Linked DNA regions of Pan troglodytes: region 1 is linked to region 2. A link is a contact called in public HiChIP or PLAC-seq data. All regions are on one chromosome and are shown on one strand. Each heading gives the region's core, a stretch centred on a gene start, on an enhancer-like site or on the middle of the called end of the contact. The rest is flanking DNA. Distances are from core to core; before and after follow the strand shown. Region 1 holds the start of C9H11orf91 (chromosome 9 C11orf91 homolog). Region 2 holds the start of CSTF3 (cleavage stimulation factor subunit 3).

Region 1 (3,922 bases), core at 252-2,751, 530 kb before region 2:
CACACCTGGTTAATTTTTAAAATTATTTTGTAGAGACAGAATCTCGCTATGTTGCCCCTGGCTGTTCTGAAACTCTTGGCCTCAAGAGATCCCACCTCAGACTCCCAAAGTGCTGGGATTACAGGCTGGGTGCTGAGCTATCGCACATGGCCTGTATTAGCCATAGACTGAGGGGAAATACATTTTCTTGAGAGCCTCAGCCTAGTGATCACTGGTATGAATAAACAATGATGGGTGGCTGCCAAAGTCAGAGAGCAAATACTGCGTGTGACAACTAAGTGTGGGAAGCTCAGTGTGGGAAGAAAAAGCTTCCCAGTTTCAGACATGCCCCTTAATAGGGACAGCTGCCTCTTGTGTTTGGACAAAGTGTCCAAGTTCAAGTGTTTCACACACACACTGTTCCGTCTTCTGTTTGATCACAACCCTATGAGGCAGCCTGGTTTTCTTATTTCTATTTTATAGAAAACCTACAAAAGTCAAGCAACTTGTCCAAGGCTACCCAGCTTGAATATCTGACTCTCTCCACTTTGCTGCTACACACACACACACACACACACACACACACACACAGTTTGCACTGTGTGTGCAGATATATATGCATATATATATTTAACTTGTGAAGCTGATACTGACTCTTTAACTGCCCTCCACCCATCACTATTCATACCAGTGATCATTAGGCAGAGGCTCTCAAGAAAATGTATTAGTTATTTCCCCTCAGTCTATGGCTAATACAGGTTACTCACATAAATGAGCTGTCATGTCCTTTGGACAAAATGTCCAAATCGCTCATAAGCAATGGGTGAAGTATTTGAGGTAGGGCGGACAGGATTTCCTTTTGGTGGTTAGCTCGTTGCCTGTTAGCTCCTGGTGGTATCTGTGTTTGGAAGAGAACTAAACTGCATTTCACTGAAAACACTCCTTCAGATCTATTACAAACCAGATGAGGATCCCCTTTTCTAGAATCTTCCTCAACACTGCTAACGTTTGGCAGATACATGGGTTGGCTCTAACAGCCATTCCCAATCAATCCTCTTCTCCTTTGTCTGCCTCCCACAGTAGTGGATGAAAAATCAGACACTGATTTTCTCAGACTTCTTTGCTGTGGGCGCGGCCAGTGAGGCAATGAGGTAAGTCTGCTGGTGCAGGGGCCAGGTTTCTAGGAAATACTTTTCTCCCTCATGGGAGAAAGAGAGGAAGCCTGAAGTAAGCCTTCTTCCGCAGCCCTGGCCCGCTGCCTGTTCTGGATGAGGGTATGCTGGGATATGACAACGGAAGCCAGCGGCGTCGCAGAGCAAGAGCGAGGCGGTGGGCGGAGTCGAGGGACGGGAGGCGAGGCGAGGCGAGCCAGGGGGCGTGGCTTTCGAACTGCGGGGCGCGGCCAGCCGCCGGTGGGCGGGGCCACGTTCCGGGACGTGGTCGTCCGGGCTTTGGAACCCCGCCTGTTAGGGGCGGGGCTGAGGCGAAAGGGTGGGGCCGCGCTCCATCGGGGCGGGGCTTGTGGAACCTCGAAACCCCGGCGACTCGGGGCCTGAGCGCGCGTCTCCCGGCGCGGGGTTCCTCCCACGCAGACCCTCATTCAAACGATGCCAAAGGGGCGGCGCGGCAGCCACAGCCCCACCATGAGCCAGCGGTCGGCTCCGCCCCTCTATTTCCCGTCCCTGTACGACCGCGGCATCTCCTCGTCCCCGCTCAGCGACTTCAACATCTGGAAGAAGCTCTTCGTGCCGCTGAAGGCGGGCGGGGCGCCAGTGGGCGGGGCGGCGGGGGCCCGGTCCCTGTCCCAGGCGCTCCCCGCCCCGGCGCCCCCGCCCCCGCCACCACCCGGCCTGGGTCCCTCCGGCGAGCGCCCCTGGCCCTCGCCCTGGCCCTCCGGCCTGGCCTCCATCCCCTATGAGCCTCTGCGCTTCTTCTACTCGCCGCCGCCGGGGCCTGAGGTGGCTGCCTCGCCCCTGGTCCCCTGCCCCTCGACCCCCAGGCTCGCCTCTGCCTCCCACCCGGAGGAGCTCTGCGAGCTGGAGATCCGGATTAAGGAGCTGGAGTTGCTCACCATCACTGGGGACGGCTTCGACTCCCAGAGCTGTGCGTGACCTCGCCAGGGCCACCGAGCCCAGCCTTAGCCTGCCCTAGCTCCCTCCTTGGCTCCGTGCCCCGACCCGAAATGTAGCCTGGTTTGACTCCAGCCCCCAGTAGTCCCAGATCCAAAATCTATCCCCTAGCACCCAGACTCCCTTATCCTGGACTTCAACCGACTCCTCCCCCCACCACAGATCTGAACTTCATGAGCCTCTTAGTCCCAAACTCCATCCTCCCTCCTTCCTAAACCCTTTGGGTCATCTGGACTCTGAGCCTCCACACCTGGAACTCCATCCGCCACCACCCCGTCCTGAACTTGAATCCTCCTGCACAGTCATCCTCCTACCCTGTACTCTGGAGCTCCACCCACCACAGACAGTCCCTAAGCTTTAATGTTCGGTCTTAAACCGGGGCTCTCCATGGGGGAAGGTGAAGTAGGTGACTGTCAGTTGTCTGTAGGGGGAGGTGGGAGTTGTGCAAGAACCACAAGGCCCAAGGCCGTTTCCAGGGCAGCTTTGGGACACTCCACTTCTCAGTGCTGGGGGGCAGCCCCCCTGGGATTCTGTGGCCTTGGCGCCGGTAGTTCTCTCACCAGGATCCTGGGCCGATATCTGGTCTTAGGTCTGAAGTCTTAGGGCTCTGGACCACGTGTGCTGATGCGGGCAGGATCCCTTAGCCTACGAGCTGAATGACTCCTCCCTGTTGGAGGGTAAAGTTGTTAAATGCATTGTACTCCAAGAAGGACCTATTGCAAAGTAGAACTTTCAGTAGCGGTAGGTTGTCCTGCAGACTTTGTCTTTCCCGTCACTTGTTTTGGCTAAGGCTTGTCCTTGACCACTGGAGAAGGGTAGATAGTTCTAAAAAGATCATTCCAACTATTGTATATAACGGCTTAAGTTGGCTTCCCCTGCCACACAGAGAAGGGAAGTATGAAATAACCTAAATGCTTAGGTCCGTGTGGCCATGGAAATGGTCTTCAGTTCAGCACCCTTTCTCATAGCCATGGAAGGAAGACAGTCCCTAGAAAAACTGGGCTTTGCTAAGTCCTGGATTTCTTAACTATGAATACATACATAATACTATGTATTCATAGTTAAGAAATCTTAACCGAATACATAGTTAAGAAATCCAGGGGCCGGGTGTGGTTGCTGGCACCTGTAATCTTAGCACTTTGGCGGGGCCAATGCGGGCGGATCATTTGAGGTCAGGAGCCTGACCAACAAGAGGATCATTGAGGACCAGCCTGAGCAACATGGTAAAACCCTGTCTCTACTAAAATACAAAAATGAGCCGGGCTTGGTGGCACGCATCTGTAATCTCATCTACTCGGGAGGATGAGGCAGGAGAATCGCTTGAACCCAGGAGGCCGAGGTTGCAGTGAGCCAAGATTGTGCCACTGTACTCCAACCTGGGTGAAAGAGTGAGACTCCCTCTCAAAAAAAAAAAAAAAAATTAGAAGAAGAAGAAATCCAGGACTTAGCAACTCTGACTGTAAAAACACATGTAACTGGATGTGTTGCATGTACAGTCAGAACCAGTTACATGTTTTTACAGTCAGAGTTTTCAGTTTTTTGTTTTTTTCTCTCCCATCTTGGATCACAAATGGAGTTTTAGGTTGGAGGAAGCACAGTTGCTTCCCAAGAGTTTGCTTTGGAAGTGTTAGGAAAAGCCCTTATCTCTATTACGGCTAAGTTTGTTTTGCTCTCCCGCAGACACATTCCTGAAGGCGCTAAAAGACGAAAAGTTACAAGGACTGAAGACCAAGCAACCCGGAAAGAAGTCGGCCTCTCTCTCCTGAGGAGCTGCCCACCAGAGCTTGGGCAGCCACCTCCTTAGGTGTTAGTGC
Region 2 (3,799 bases), core at 335-2,834:
GAAATGCTCATTGGAGTATTTCAGATTTTGGATTTTCAGATTAGGATGCTAAAGTGGTAAGTATATATACGTAAAACACTTTCATATTCTGCTTTTCTTCATTTAATACGGTGGTTGCCTTTCTGTCAGTCATCGTACGTTAGCATCAGTTTGCTGCGTGATATTCCATTGCAGAGATAAATCTTGTGATATTTTTAACCAGTCCTCCATTGCTGGATGGTGCAATGAACATCTGTTAATACATATCTTTTGCTCATGTGTCTGATTATTTTAAGGGTAAGATTTCAGCCTGTGGAAAGGGAGTAAGTGTAAGTTTGAGCAGAGGAAAGGAGACCTAAAAGAATAAGGCGAGTCTGGGAACAGTTCACTAGGTTATTTTAGGGCATTGGACCCCCGTAGGCGAGAAATGCTTGCAGACATCTTACGATGACGCTTAAATGGAAGAGCAGTTTGAGATTTAATCTCATTTAATTTTTTATTTTTTATTTTTTTTTGAGACGGAGTCTCGCTCTGTAGTCCAGGCTGGAATCTCGGCTCACTGCAACCTCCGCCTCGCGGGTTCAAGCGATTCTCCTGCTTAAGCTTCCCGAGTAACTGGGACTACAGGCGCAAACCACCACGCCCGGCTACTTTTTTTGTATTTTTGGTAGAGACGAGATTTCACCAAGTTGGCCAGGTTGGTCCTGAATTCCTGACTTTATTTATTTATTTTCTGAGACGGAGTCTCGCTCTGCCGCCCAGGCTGGAGTGCAGTGGCACGATCTCGGCTCACTGCAAGCTCCGCCTCCCAGGTTCACGCCAGTCTCCTGCCTCAGCGTCCGGAGTAGCTGGGACTACAGGCGCCCGCCACCATGCCCGGCTAAGTTTTTTTTTTTTTTTTTGTATTTTTAGTAGAGACGGGGTTTTACCGTATTAGCCAGGATGGTCTCATCTCCTGACCTTGTGATCCGCCCGCCTCGGCCTCCCAAAGTGCTGCGATTTCAGGCGTGAGCCACCGCACCTGGCCTAGAACTCCTGACTTGAAATGATCCATCCGTTTTGGCCTCCCAAACTGCTGGGATTACAGGCGTGGGCCACCGCCCCCAGTCAATCTCATTTAATCTTAATGCCAGGTACTGTTCTAACACTTTTCTATGTATAATTTATTTCACTTGCAGGTACTATTATTATTCCCATCTATAAGCCAGAAAGCTGAGGTACGAAGTTTAATTACCAGAGTTACTTATCTTCGTTAAAATCCAAGCAGTCTGGGCTACAAACAATTATACCTACTTTGCAGTCAAGGAACCATGCTGAGATGTTGAGCTGAAAACCCAGGTCTCACAGACTTCAAAGCTTTCTACACAAGAGTCGACGGTGGCAGTAAAAATTAACGGGGGCTTGATCTATCCCTCCCACCCCCAAGAAAAGTAAAAAGCAGGAGCTGGGACCAGAGAAAACCTCCACGGAGTCCTTATCCCCTAAATATAAGAGGCATTTAACGCTTAGCATTGCTGACCTGCAATCAGGCTTCAACTGTGAGTAGCCAGGCTCTAAAGCTTGATAACTGAATTCCAAAAAGCGCGCGAGCCTCCAGGCGAAACAGCTTCCCGCCTTCCAGCCGGTTGGAGCCGGCTCAGCAACAGCCTCTCCAAGCCAGGGCAGTGACGTCAGCCCAGGAATTGGGCCCGCCCCGGGATCTCGCTGCTTTCTGCACGCTCGGAATAACCAGAGTCGCGAAATTAGCCCCGCCCACTGCCCCGGAAGTTAATGCGGAAGCCACACACCTCCTCCTCGGCCGGCAGGGGCGCAGCCATTTTAATTCATATCTGAGTGGGCGGTGGCGATTGGTGTTGGCGGTCTGGCTCAGCTGGGCAGGGGGTAACTTTACTGATTTGGGGGTGGTTTTTAGTTTAATTTTTCTTTTGTAGCTTCCCATCGACGGTCAGTGCGCACGTTGTAATCAGCTGAGGCCATGTCAGGAGACGGAGCCACGGAGCAGGTGAGGAAGGAGAGTGGTGGGGCCTCGTGGCGACCTCTTCTCCACGTCTGTTCCTCCGACTGCTCCAGACATGTTCGGCTGAGGAAGGAATTGGGTCTAGTGAACCCGGGGGCAGGATATATAGAAGAGTGGTGGGAATGGGGAGCAAGATCTAAGATTTAATTTTTTTTTTTTTTTACTTCTCTCTCTTAGGCATGAATACGAGTAAATACTTGATTTAGACAATAGCGGTAGGCTGCTTCGTCCTATTTAGATTCATGGGACTACTCCAGATGGGATGCTTTCCTTTGATATCGTTTTGGTATTAGAGTGGATAGGAATTATTTTAACGTGCACCCGACGTTTTAGAAAAACTTGACAGTGTTTCTTTTACCCCGCCAAATATACTGTACCCAGAAATAGGTTACTAGTTTGAGAAATATTTGAGACAAAGCTAATCTGGAGAATTAAGACTTAATGAGAGCGAGTGAAGAAAGAAGCAAGTTATGCTGAGGTTTTGGGAATTTTGTGGCTTTCTTTCGTTTTCTTTTCTTTTAGTCACATTTCGTTTTCATTTTTCCAGCTACATAAACATTGCAGGTATAAGTTGAAAATGAGAAGTCTGTTTTGGCCACTGTAAATAAAAGCATCTGTTTTAATAGTAAATATGAGTGACAACTAAATATTTTAAAATTCACACTTTTAGGTTAGATCAGTGTGATTTGTTTCTTTTGCTCTTTGTATTCAGAATTTTGTAGGATAGTATTTACCTTTTAGTGTGAAAGAGGAAGCTAAATAGTTATGAAAAATGCCATTAAATGTGTTTTTCGATATAAGTCCTGGTGTGTTTAGATAAATACAGTTTCTAAAATGGAGGCTAGGTAGCCTGCAGTCTCAATTTCCTGAAATTTCCCATTGCCATAGCAACGACATGCACTTAGGTTTTCGTTTTTCAGGTTCCCTAGCTTATAACGTGGAAGATGTTATTGGAGGTTGACAGAGATGAGGCAAAATAGGAGCGTTCTATTGCATAGTCTAAGACTGTAGATTTCATTATGTCGGCAGTTTGATTAAATTGTTTTGTGTTTGCCCGAGGACTGGTTTCAGTCCAGAAATCTTCGCACTATTTACATTTTACATAGTGTTAGCATGCCCAAGCATGCGAAGTCTTAAAATTACTGTATCAAAACTGTTTACCCCTTTTCTGATCTAGTATTTGTCATCTGAAAGTGAAGGACTAATGAACTGAGGTTTCATTGAAAGTTTTCGAAATTCATTGTTAATTCTTAGAATTTATCTAAAATTACAAAGACACGGAAATGTTACCATGACCTCTTGAATGTTTTAGAACTGTGGTGTTTCAGTGGGACAGATGGTGGTGAAAATTTATAGAAAAATAATTTCCCCCAAAGGTTTTATTGTGCAAAGTTTAGAACATAGAGAAAAGTTGAAAGAAAAGTGCAGTGAACACCTGTAGGACAACTCTTCGCCTGGAATCAACAGTTGAAAGCCTTGCCATATTTGCTTTATCTCCCCATGCTGATAGATTGAGAACAGGGTCTTTGTCACTCACACTAGAGTGCTGTGACGCCATCACAGCTCACCATAGCTTCGACCTCCCTGCGCTCTGTGATCCTGCCACCTCAGCCTCCTCAGTAGCTGGGAGTACAGGCGCGCGCCACCATGCCCAGCTAATTTTTTTTTTTTTTTTTTTTTTTTGAGATGGAGCCTTGCTCTGTCGCCCAGACTGGAGTGCAGTGGCGCGATTTCGCCTTACTGCAGCCTCCGCCTCCCGGTTCAAGCGATTCTCTTGCCTCAGCCACCCCAGTAGCTGGGATT

What was found. HiChIP or PLAC-seq counts read pairs in DNA pulled down with a chosen protein or histone mark.
Region 1: a contact with region 2 is called in an H3K4me3 HiChIP or PLAC-seq map of stem cell-derived excitatory neurons, with 10 times the contacts expected there. The contact joins the promoter of C9H11orf91 here to the promoter of CSTF3 in region 2. A contact is called at or near these places in 1 of 7 Hi-C or Micro-C datasets (stem cell-derived neural progenitor cells) and 1 of 1 datasets of contacts at active chromatin or transcription factors (stem cell-derived excitatory neurons).

The regions. Positions count from the first base shown.
Region 1 is chr9:37,706,407-37,710,328 of NHGRI_mPanTro3-v2.0_pri, reverse strand. C9H11orf91 (chromosome 9 C11orf91 homolog) reads left to right here and starts at 1,501. Exons shown (of 2, transcript XM_016920652.3): 1 at 1,501-2,082; 2 at 3,789-3,922. The coding sequence starts at 1,587. The coding sequence ends at 3,874.
Region 2 is chr9:37,171,805-37,175,603 of NHGRI_mPanTro3-v2.0_pri, reverse strand. CSTF3 (cleavage stimulation factor subunit 3) reads left to right here and starts at 1,584. Exons shown (of 21, transcript XM_508355.8): 1 at 1,584-1,981. The coding sequence starts at 1,955. LOC134807242 (a long non-coding RNA gene) reads right to left here and starts at 1,664. Exons shown (of 3, transcript XR_010147154.1): 1 at 1,499-1,664.